2 separate regions of the Mus musculus genome follow, and region 2 is linked to region 1. A link is a contact called in public Hi-C data. All regions are on one chromosome and are shown on one strand. The core of a region is the stretch at or near the end of the contact, and the rest is flanking DNA. Distances in the headings are between cores, read along the strand shown. Region 1 overlaps Pde3b (phosphodiesterase 3B, cGMP-inhibited). Region 2 overlaps Rras2 (related RAS viral (r-ras) oncogene 2).

Region 1 (5,468 bases), core at 942-3,441:
TTTTATAGTGCTAGGTAGAACCCATACCACATGCATGCTGGGCAAGCACTCTACTACTGAGTCACAGCCACAACCAAGGAGGGGAACATCTGACGAAAGTATTAATCAGATGTTTAATGTAGCTGTAATATCAGATTATGCATGTGTAATTAGTACATACACATTTATAATGCTAGAGGAAAGTTTTAACTAGAAAACAGAAATAATATTATTGGTCAATTCTTATCAAATTATGATCTTTGACTTACTTGCTGTTTCACAGTACTTAAATAGTTACAGAGACTAAAGAAAGTACTATATTTCATAATTGGCCAATCTAAATTTAATTCTGAGTCCCATATAAATTTCAGTATTATCCATCTTAGGAGTTACTAACTTTACAAAAAAAAAAAAATTAAATGCTCCATAGTCTACAGCCTGCTTATTTGGTAAGAATACAAATTAACTGAAGTCTCTTTCAAACATTATTAATATCTCTTAAATTTGTACTCTTCCAACTGTGTTGCATTCTGTATCCGATGTAGAAATAATGAATGGCTCAAACTAAGTTCCTAAAAACTAATAGCATTATAAATATAGTGACATAAATGTCCAGTCTATCACAAGTGATACAAATCTGCAGTGTGACAACACTACTCATGAAAGCACTTGTGGAGGCCGAAGTGCCACTGGAATATGCCATGGCTACTTTCAAAAAGACTTAATTGTGTTTTAATTGGCAATTTATTCCCCTATATGCTTCGGAATATTGCCTACTTTGAACCTTTGTCAAATAATGACAGGAAAACAGAAACTTTTAAAGGACACATTAACATTATCTCTTTGATGATAAACTAACATTCTTTTCTAGAACAAGAAAATAATGTTTTCACAGATGAAACAAAGGATTTTTATTCTGAATTTAAAAAAAAAAAAAACCTATCACGGCACCACTCAGATTGTGAAATCCTCTCTGCGAAAGCATGAAAAAGACAAACCATTGCTGACAGATTTAAAACACTAGACACAAGGAGCAGCAACATTATGCTGAAAGAAAGAGAAAAAAATGAATGGATCATGTGACAGCTCAAGACACCACAAAATAGAAAAAGTGCACAAGCAAAGGAGTAATTGTGCAGAAATGTTACTTCTCTGGTGATTCTAAGAAGAAGCCATCCCTTGGAAAAGTATAATCCACACACAGAAGATCAGCAGCTAACTTTCTATATGTTCATCACAAAATATCCATGTTGTAAAAGCTGGCTTGTTCCTCTTTAGTCATTGTTTTGTAAACTTTAGCATCGACTTGAAAATGTGTGTTAGAATCAGGAATGTTCCTAGACAGTATCAGTTATCTGAAAAGCAAACATCTTCAATAAGAAATAAATGTGGCACACTGACCTGCATGCTGCTTTTCATTAGGTGAGTGTGAGATATGGCCATGCAGAGCAGACCAAGTTGGCCTCAAATTCTTGAATTTCTGATCTTCCTCACTCCACCTCTCAAGAGCTAGGATTATTACAGGTTGTGTCATCATGCCCAGCTACCCAAAGCTTTTACTTGCAGAAAACAACTGGCATTTCAAACATGATGAGCAAGATTCAATATAAACAGCACAAATGTAAACACAATTTTGGCTATAGATTATCTTTTTATTATGCTTTAGAAAATGGAGCAAACTACTAAAATAATTTAAACAAAATATGAAATAATTCTATTTCTCAAAAGTTAAATATGATATGTCTCATGAAATTAATAACTAGCACAAGCAGAAAGTAGACATTAGTGAAAATGTTTATAATTTCAATGTCCATGAATGTATAGAACCAACAGTAATGAGCAATGCCTGCCTCCCCTGTCTAACTGTGGTTTTATGGTCTCATTTAAACGAAGCAGAAAGGGATTAAATATAAATGAACCCAAAACATGTAACTTATTTACTTCTTATAACGAAATACCTTTGTTACTACAAAAAGAGGTTGTTGAAACAAAAACACAAAAAGAGGTTGTTTATAATTTATTAAAGTAGTAAAAATTTATTTTTAAAAATTTACCTAAAAGTGGTGGGAGGCTATCAGACATACAGAGTGCACAATGCATGGCAAGTATAATTTAATGTTTTCAAGTATTTGGTCTAAGTATTTACTTCTCCTATATAGTATGCAGGTCTACTGAAATCTTGCTTCCAGGTAGACAGTCACTACTCTGCATGAATACTTTTCATGTTAGCAAGGCTGAGACAACTAAACTTCAACTCCCATACCACTAGACCAACATTAAGAGAAGAGTAAAGCTGAACTGTGAATCACAATAAAAGCATCCCAGTGACTATAGAGAATGTGCTTACATATTTATGACTATGTCCCTCAAAACGACAGTACTCTGAACGACTGCATTATCTGAAATGACCGAGTCTTTTCACAAACTATGGCTTACACACTGACGCTAATTTTAAAACACTACTGCTTTTTCTAGGTTACATATGAAATGTATATTCTTTTAAAAATTTTTAGTTGGTTTGATAAAGTTGTACCCAAGGCTGCTTTTATTTAAATTCATCTTTTCTTTGTGGCTAAAAGTTGAATCCTGATAAAAGTTTCTGTTTGAATATGTTTATAAGTCTAACATGCTTTACAGAGTTCTACAAAACCACCAAAACCACAGTGAATCATCAGCAGCACAACCAGGAGATGTTATCAAGTTCAATTACGTCAATGAGGTTTTACTTCATTTTTCTCTATGCGGCCCAAAAGAAAAACATATATGCATCCTCAAAAACAGAACTGCAACACTCATGTCAAAGTTAAAAGACTGTGTGCTGTGGTGCATTCCCGTGTGAACTGTGAAACGTGCTGTGTTCTTAGTTCTTGAGCTTCTTCACATCTGTGCTACTGAAACTGAACAAATTTCAGTACTTCCAATTTTTCTAATTCTGTGTCCAGTGGAGACCATCATTTAACTTGGTGTTTACTGAACATAAAAACATAAAAGGGTAGATAAAAATGTTAAACTACAGTTGTAGTTTATAATAGACTCTAATACATGAACAAAATTTGAAAGAAAAAAAGAACCCCGTTCAGGAAATCTAAAACAGGAGGAGAAGGGGTCTGTGAGGGACAGAGACAGGGAAGAGCCTACTATTACACTATTGTTTTTCTATTATTCCTACTAATCAACTACTAGGATGATGTTTATGGTGACTCTGACTACATACAATATTAATTTACTATAATTACCCATATTCCTGTAATTCTGGGCCTTCTCCATTTCACATATGAAGAAGTACACATCACAAAATCATATGACTAGCCATACTTTAGATTTAATTCTAGTGCTTTAGGAATTGTTAGCCATTAGGAAATACCATCTTATACTTAACAGTTTACTGCTGTGTGCTAACAACGTGCCCACTGCTTAGCAAAGCATGTAAAAAGCACAGCAACTTGACATACGAGCCTGGCTTCGTGTATGAGAAGAGGAGGCATGCAGTGGTATAGAGGACATCTCTGCTTTAGCCTCCTAGGCCCATTTTTTGTTCTCCTTTGAAACATAAGGGAGTTAAGCCCTATACTCTGTGTCAGCTAAACTGTGTGCAGCTGGTTTCTGCTTACACTTAACTTACACAGCAGGAGTCAACAGCAGGAAACTAGAGTGTATTCAAAGGTAAAACAGGTTAATTCCTCTATTCTGCTTCCCTGGATCTGCATACCACTCCTCCAGCAACGATTTGGTCCTCCAGACTGCAAGTTTTCAGAGGATTCATCAGCTTCGGTGATGACTGAACTTTGAAAACGCCTGTTCTTCAAGTCACAGGTAAGGTGCTTTCTACTGTTGCAAGTCTCTAGCCTTCTCTTAGCCATATTCTTAACTGCTTTTATTATCTAGAATATTTTTTATTAAAACATTATTATTTGAACTATTTTGATGGAATTCTGTTTTATACTGGGTCCCTAAGTTATGCCAGGCTATCATAACTAAGTTTTTTTCTGTCATTGCAAAGTAACAGAATATGAAGTTGGGTTTGTTTCCTCTGATTTCATTATCTTCTACTATGCTAAATAGTTGATGATTTATGTTTTTTAATTTATGCTTTTTAAAAATTAAGACTTTTTTTGTTTTGTTTTTGTTTTTCAAGACAGGGTTTCTCTGTATAGCCCTGGCTGTCCTGGATCTCACTTTGTAGACCAGGCTGGCCTCGAACTCAGAAATCCGCCTGCCTCTGCCTCCTGAGTGCTGGGATTAAAGGCGTGCACCACCATTGCCCGGCTAAGACATTTTAAATTTTTTAAATCATCTATCTAGATTGGTGGCTTTTATTAATAAAAGTTGTTCCATGTATTCATACAATAATTTAGTCATTCTATTGTTATAACCCAGGGTCTCTATAACAGTACATAGTTACAACATCCACTGATATCTGGTACCTACAGATTAAGGAAGCCACTGTAGCGATTCTGAACAATGCACCCAACTAAAAGATCTATAAACAGCTCAAAACAATCAAGTAAAGCAAAGGAATAAGCTGCCCTGGGTTATTAGTGCTTAACAAAACATCTAACATGCGTTTCTGTTCTGATTTCCTGAAGACTGATAAACCAAAACCACTGGACTTGTGGGTAAAATAATCATATCCCTACAGAAGGGGAGATAAACCCACCAAATACAAATGTGTTATCTTCTAGAAGTCCTTTTTCTTAGGAATTCTGCTGATAGTGTCTTGATATGTGTATCTTTTGATATCTGTAATCTCTGCCCAAAAGCAGTACAAAAGAGCAGCACACTCCTCTGTGTGTGTCTTGGGGGGGGGGGGGGGGGGATCAGTAGTTCCCTATAAGGATTCAACTGCAAAATGATAACCTTTTACAGTCTGCCCTCTTGAGCACAGGAATTATCAATGCCAGATACAAACCAGAAACAGAAAGACTGGTAGGTTTCCATTTGTAGACACAGGATAGAAAGAACTGTAGGTAACATCTAAATATTACTGAGGCCATGAATTTGAAAGAGACAATATTGTGAACAGATATGCTTATCAATGTTTTTTTATGTCCTCAAATTTGTATCTGATTTCTATTTTAAAAAGACTGAGCTCAAAGAGAAGAAATGAACCAATTCTGGCAACTATAGCATGTTCATTGTGCTAGGGCGCAAGCATACAAACACAATGTGGGGGAGAGGGAGGAAGAGAGAGAGATTTACATACTCAACATTAGTAATCATGAAACCAGAATCAGGATTGTTGTTTATGATTTATGATGCTTATGATGAAATTTTGATGAATTAACTTGTCAAATGAACAAATAACTTTAAAATTTCCTCTCTCCTTTCCCACTTCACTCTAATTCAATCTAGATATGTCTGGTTTTCCATTCCCATACTAATTTTTCACATTTAACAATACCATTAACCATATTTTTTTTACCTCACTTCATTTTCAACAACGTGTGATTCTCCTTTTACAATCCTCCTCACTTTATACAATAACATCA
Region 2 (5,751 bases), core at 2,530-5,029, 390 kb after region 1:
ACACACACACACACACACACACACACACACACACACCCTTTCCCAGAAGTGCAAACACTGTGGAATATCAGTGCCATAATTCCTTGCACTGATAGAGTTCCTTCCACCAAGGCTGACAACACTTAAGTAAATGAAGACGTATTTTATATTGGATCTGATGGTACAAGTTCAAAACTATGTCATTTTAAAAAGTTACTCAACAAACTTGACGCCAACTTGACATAAGAACATGCTAACACTAAAAGCATCAAGGAAAGATCCCCAGGGCTGGCGAGAAGCTCAGAGGTTCAGCTCACTGAATGCTAGGCTCTAGCAGAGGTCCCGAGTTCTTCTCCCAGCGCCCACATGGAGGCTTGCAGCCATCTGTAATGCCGTTTCCATGGACTTGGATGTCTCCTTGTGGCTTCCTCTGTCACTAGGTATTGTGGCGGTGCACAGATGTGCAAACAAACACTCATACATGTAAACAAAACAAAATGAAACCACCTCGTAGCAAATCTTACCAGATTTGGATCTCAGTGACATGCATATTTAATTGACAAGCACGACAAAGCTCAAGAAGCTGTGTGTGTGTGTGTGTGTGTGTGTGTGTGTGGTGGGGGCAGGGTTGGGCTGGAAAGATGGCTCAGTAGTTAAGAGCACTGTTGTTCTCCCAGAGGACTTGGATTTTGATTTCCAGCACCCACACGTTTGGCTCACAACTGTCTGAAACTACAGTTCCAGGGGACCAGACACCCTCGTCTGACCTCTGAAGGCTCTTGTAAGCATATGGTGCACAGACACACAAAGTGGTGAGTTTTTAGTGTCTTAGTTGTTTCTATTACTGTGATAAAATACTCTGATATAAGCAACATAAGTGAGAAAAGGATGATTGTAGCTCACAGTCTAAGGTTCAGTCCATTAAGGCAGGAAGTCCGCGACAGCAGGAACTTGAAGCAGCTGGTCGTATGCATGCATTTGTACCAATCCTCGGCTCTGTTCTCTGCGCAGTCCAGGCTCCCCTACCCAGACAATGCTCCTACCCACATTTAAGGCCAGTCTTCTCACATCAGTTAAAGTAGTCCAGAGAATGCCCCCATGTATAACGAGAGGCTCATACCCCAGGTGTTTCTAGATTCTGTCAGGGTGAAGTAAAGTTAGCACTGATCATCACATGTCGCAAACATTTTACTTTATTAAACATTAGTGTTCTAGGTAAATTAATATAAAGTCTCATTTAAATGTCATCTAAATATATTTACGATATATAAAAATACGTGTAATAAAGTTTAAGGGAGGATCCAGAGAGTGTGCAGGCTCAATTTTTAGATTTATAGATGAATTATCACTTCATCCCCCAACATTCTGCATTGGAGTACAGCCAGAAGCATAGCTCCTCTTCATCTTCTTCCTCTTCCCTCTCCCCTCCCCCCTCCTTCCTCTTCCTCCTCAGATTTTATAGGCAGGGTTTCTCTGTGTAGCGCTGGCTGTCCTAGAACTTGCTTTGTAGATAGTCTCAAACTCAAGCCCAGGATCCACCTGCCTCTGCCTTCAGAGTGCTTGGAGTCCAGGCGTGAGTCACCATGCTTGGCTCAGCATCCTTTCTTGAGGAGTCTGTCTATGACCCATTCTACTGCTGGTTTTTATATTCAATTTCATGTATGAGCATGTGTTTCTCAGCCTTCTGGTTTACTTCATTTGTCTTTTCCTGTCTCCCTTCTATTCTAAATGTCAGAAACGGCAGGATAAATGTCTCTGCTATATTCTTCACTAAAGATCAGATTCAGCTCATGCATGTCTGACAATTGTGGTATGCCAGAGCATTTTAGGTGCTGGGAAGATAGCACTAAGTCAGAGACATAGTTTCAGAGCTTACACACATAGAGTTTATTGAATCAGTGTTTTAAACACTATGTGGGATCATAAAGTAAAATTAACATTTTGACAATTCATGAACATAAAATATTTTTATAGCATTATGTATTACATTTTTCCTTTTTTGGCCACTTGAGAAGAAGATACATAGTAGATAGCCATATTACAGCAAGGAACATACAAGCATTGAGTGAAGTACAGTCCAGTTTTAGCTAATGGGCTTTTGTTTTGTTTTTTGTTTGTTTTCCCTGTTTTTTTGAGACAGGGTTTCTCTGTGTAGCCTTGGCTGTCCTGGAACTCACTCTGTAGACCAGGCTGGCTTTGAACTCAGAAATCTCTGCCTCTGCCTCTCAAGTGCTCTAAGTGTGTGCTTTTATCAGTCTGATACTCCTTGCTGGGTTCAGGAGGACCCCTAAGACATTTCCAGATCTTTACTCTTTTTCCCTATGCAAGGGTGAGCTCACATCGGAGGCAGGGCTGTGTGTGTCTCTCTCTCTCTGTGTGTGTGTGTGTGTGTGTGTGTGTGTGTGTGTGTAAGAAAACACGGGGAAGCCACTGAGGAAAGGGTCAGAGAGTAAGTGAGAGACAAAAATCAGAAAAGCCTTGCAACCCGAAGAAGGATCCTTTACAACGAGGAGAAAAGGTTACAGTGGCTCTTGAAGGCAGAGGCTTCATCTCCCCTATGGCTGTTGCTCCTGGGTGGCATTCATACATAAAGCAGGACCTGTGGTGGATTAGGCTGCACCCCAATGTGGTGCAGGGACTGCAGACCTTCAGACTCTTAGATTTTGTGGGGACAGAGTCTTGTCGTCCAGGCTCCCACAGTTTGAAGAGTTGTCCACCGCCATGTCTCATTCAGTTTCGACAGTGAATCTCCAATTCAGTTCAGCAGTCGATCCTCACTGGGCAAACAGTATCACCCTGGCTGTGTTCCCAGCCCCTTGATCACTCCTTAAGGTGTGAGTCTAAGGAAAGACGCTTTCCTTAGTGCTACCCTTGTAGAGTCCCACCTCTATCCTAAACTTTGCCCTGGGTCCTGTCAGTGGCAGGAGTCATGTGGGTGACTGACACTCCCCAGGGACCAGAAGTACAATAAGCTACTTGTTTGCAGTCTACCTTTATCTTTGTGTTGCTTATATTCTTACAGAGGTCAACTTGCGCTTACAGTTCTTTCCCTTTTTAGATCAGACATCTTTATTTTTTTCTTTACATCTATTTATTTTTAGATTTATTTATTTGTATTTTATGTGTGTGAATGTTTTGTCCGCATGTATGTATGTGTACAAGTGTCCTCTGGCCAGAAGAAGGCACCAAATCCTTTGGAAATGGAGTTCCCAGGGGCAGCCATCTCTCTAGTCCACAGCATGCTACTTTTCATGACTCTGTCTGTGGCTGTAAAGGTTGTGAAGAAAGAACTTTGAAATCAATTTATTTTGTATTTTCTTTTTCCTGATAAGTGTTTTGGAAAAGTTTCTCCAGAGGGCTTTTTACTTCATTTCACTGTTAGCGAAGTTGATAACTTTTCCTAAGAGCAACAAAAAGCTGGTGAAGGAATCTTTTGATGTCTACTTTAGCGCTGAAGACTGCTCGTGTTTCTGTAGGAAAGTGCGTCTGGTGCTTTTATTTTGTTTATAGATTGAAATTCACTAAAGAAACGTGTGTGTAAATGAGGCACACACACACAGAGGTCTCTTTAAAATCTTTGTTTTGATTAATTTATAGCCTTCAGTGTCAATTGGCCTTTGGCTTTTGGTACCAATCGCGTGACTCTAGACAAGTGTATTGCCCTTGAAGAAAAACAGCTTTGAAAAGATGTGTTAGAACATGGGAAAACTAGAATCTGCTCTCTTGTGGTTTCACGGGGTGCCAGAGGCGCTTGTGTCTCACTCAGTTGCTTTCTGCTCAATGAACAGATTACAGCCTGTGCCTGCAGCCTCACTGCAAAGGAAACAGCAGGAGGGTGAAGCCCTCAAGTGAACCCGACTTTTTTGTGGGGTGTGGTGGGTGGGCAGTCTACAACTTAAATAAACAAATTGAATCACGCAGGAAGAAAACCTTTGATCTTTGCACTCTTCGCACTGACTTTTTTTCTGGTATCGTTCCTTATTGTTTAAACATTTTCACGATGGTTAGCCCACGGTAGACCTGCGACTGCAGGCGTGTTGTTTAGTAGCTTTTAAGTCTTCTTTGAGATCATTTATTCAGCAAGCTCCTTTTCCCTTTGGGTGGGCAGCTCCTTGTTGATGAAGGTCTGAATTTTAGATCCTCACATTGTGGTCAAGGGAACTAATCCTTTTCATAATGTCACGTGGGATTCTTTTCGCTGGTTTATTTTTGAAGGTTTTGGCTGTTTTGATCACACATAGCTATTTTCTTTAACTCTGAAAAATAAAACCCATTTTATGTCCCTCTACTACAAAGCTCCTCAGGAGGTTCCCAGCCTTTGATCACTTCAATACCAGGAATGAGATAAATGTGTTGAAAATCTCCTCCTTGGGCAAGGAGAAGAAATCCTTCATTATTCGTGGCTAAGGTACCGTTGTTATCTGCAGTTGTAGGAGAGAGTGAGGCTCTGCCCCCAGACCTAGGACATCCTCTGCCTGCTTGCCAGCTTGGCGTCATTGCCAAATGCCAGGGTTGACTGAGTGTGTGGGAGAAACTCTTGAAAAAATCTGAACATTTACTCCACACGTATGAAGAAAGTAGAAGTGTTTCGTTCCTTCCCTCCTGTCTCCCGTCTTCTCTCTTTTTCCCTCTGTCCCTGTCTCCCCCTTTCCCTCTCTCCCCTGTCTTCTCTCTTTTCCTCTCTCCCCTCTGCCCCCTCTCTTCCCCCCTCTCCTCTCTTCCCTTTCTCCCCTCTTTCCCCTCTCTCCCCTCTCTCCCTTCCCCCCACTCTCCCTTCTCCCCTCTCTCCCATCTTCCCCCTTTGCCTCCCTCTGTTGAGGCTGGGGCTCACTGTGAGCCCTGGTTAAACCTAGGGCTTGAACTTGGGGCAGTTTTCCTGCCTCTGCTCCGAGTGCTGGGACCACACAAGTGCACTGCCCTGCTTGCAGCATTATATTTCTGAAGGTGGCTGCTGGGGGCGGGGGCAGGTTTGGGGGCCATTCAGTTCCAGTAGCCATTAGCTTCCTGGCTTTGGATGGGGTCCCTAACTTCTATGCCTGCGTGTCTGCACTGGGGGATACCTGTCCTGGTCAAAAGGGAGCTTCAGAGTCTCTGGAGCTAGTTGCAGGTGGCCGTGAGCTGCCCTAAGTGGGTGCTGGGAACCAACCCCCTACCCTGTGGCAGAGCAGAGTTCTTAGTTAATCTCAGCCCTCTCTCCAGCCCTTGACCACCTGCTCCTCCCGCCTCCAAGCACCTAGATCACAGCTGTGGGCTCGTCACCCTGCTTTAGGCGTTTACAGTTTGAGTCTTTTGTTTTTGTTGTTCATTGAGATGATGAAGACTGTGGGATCCCTCCCCCATGTCTCATAGATGCTTCTGCAGGACTTTGTGCTGAACCCACTATAACAACACTCAAATGTCCTCCACTCCAAGACACACCTTCCTCTTCCTTTTTTGCCTCCTCAAGGGAGACTCCTTGAGAGCGAGGGAGTCCTTGTTTATTTTGTTGTCTCTAGTGAGCTCTGCTTTCGTTGAACTGCAGTGTGAAATTTTCCAGGCTGGAGCTGAACACTTGGTGAGTCCCAGTCAGTAAAGGGGAGGTTAGTTGTCCCCTGCCCCCCCTTCTGAAAGTCTCATCTCCTATCTTTTTGATATGCTGAGAATGTTTATCGTCTTTTGCTTATTGCATGGAGCTAGTATGTAAATGAGGAAGCCAGGGGAACCATGTTTGGGGCATAAGACTTAGTCCTTGATGGTGCACACAGGGCCAGACTTCCTCACTGAGCTTCTGAT

What was found. A called contact is a pair of places that touch in the nucleus more often than the background predicts.
Region 2: a Hi-C map of CD8 T cells shows a contact between it and region 1, with 2.6 times the contacts expected there. The contact joins two enhancer-like sites. A contact is called at or near these places in 7 of 484 Hi-C or Micro-C datasets (B cells, CD4 T cells, CD8 T cells and 1 more) and 3 of 115 datasets of contacts at active chromatin or transcription factors (large pre-B cells, microglia and regulatory T cell precursor).

What each region holds. Positions count from the first base shown.
Region 1 is chr7:114,477,219-114,482,686 of GRCm38.p6, reverse strand. The region is part of intron 1 of Pde3b (phosphodiesterase 3B, cGMP-inhibited); the gene reads right to left. Among named protein-coding and RNA genes, the nearest start is that of Pde3b, 65 kb to the right of the region's middle. Within about 2 kb of position 2,191, at least 128 of the 459 cell types and tissues checked have an H3K27ac peak or open chromatin away from gene starts, as enhancers often do. A contact at or near this core is called in B cells, CD8 T cells, natural killer cells and 1 more, where this site is marked.
Region 2 is chr7:114,086,244-114,091,994 of GRCm38.p6, reverse strand. The region is part of intron 1 of Rras2 (related RAS viral (r-ras) oncogene 2); the gene reads left to right. Among named protein-coding and RNA genes, the nearest start is that of Rras2, 29 kb to the left of the region's middle. Within about 2 kb of position 3,779, at least 66 of the 459 cell types and tissues checked have an H3K27ac peak or open chromatin away from gene starts, as enhancers often do. A contact at or near this core is called in B cells, CD8 T cells, natural killer cells and 1 more, where this site is marked.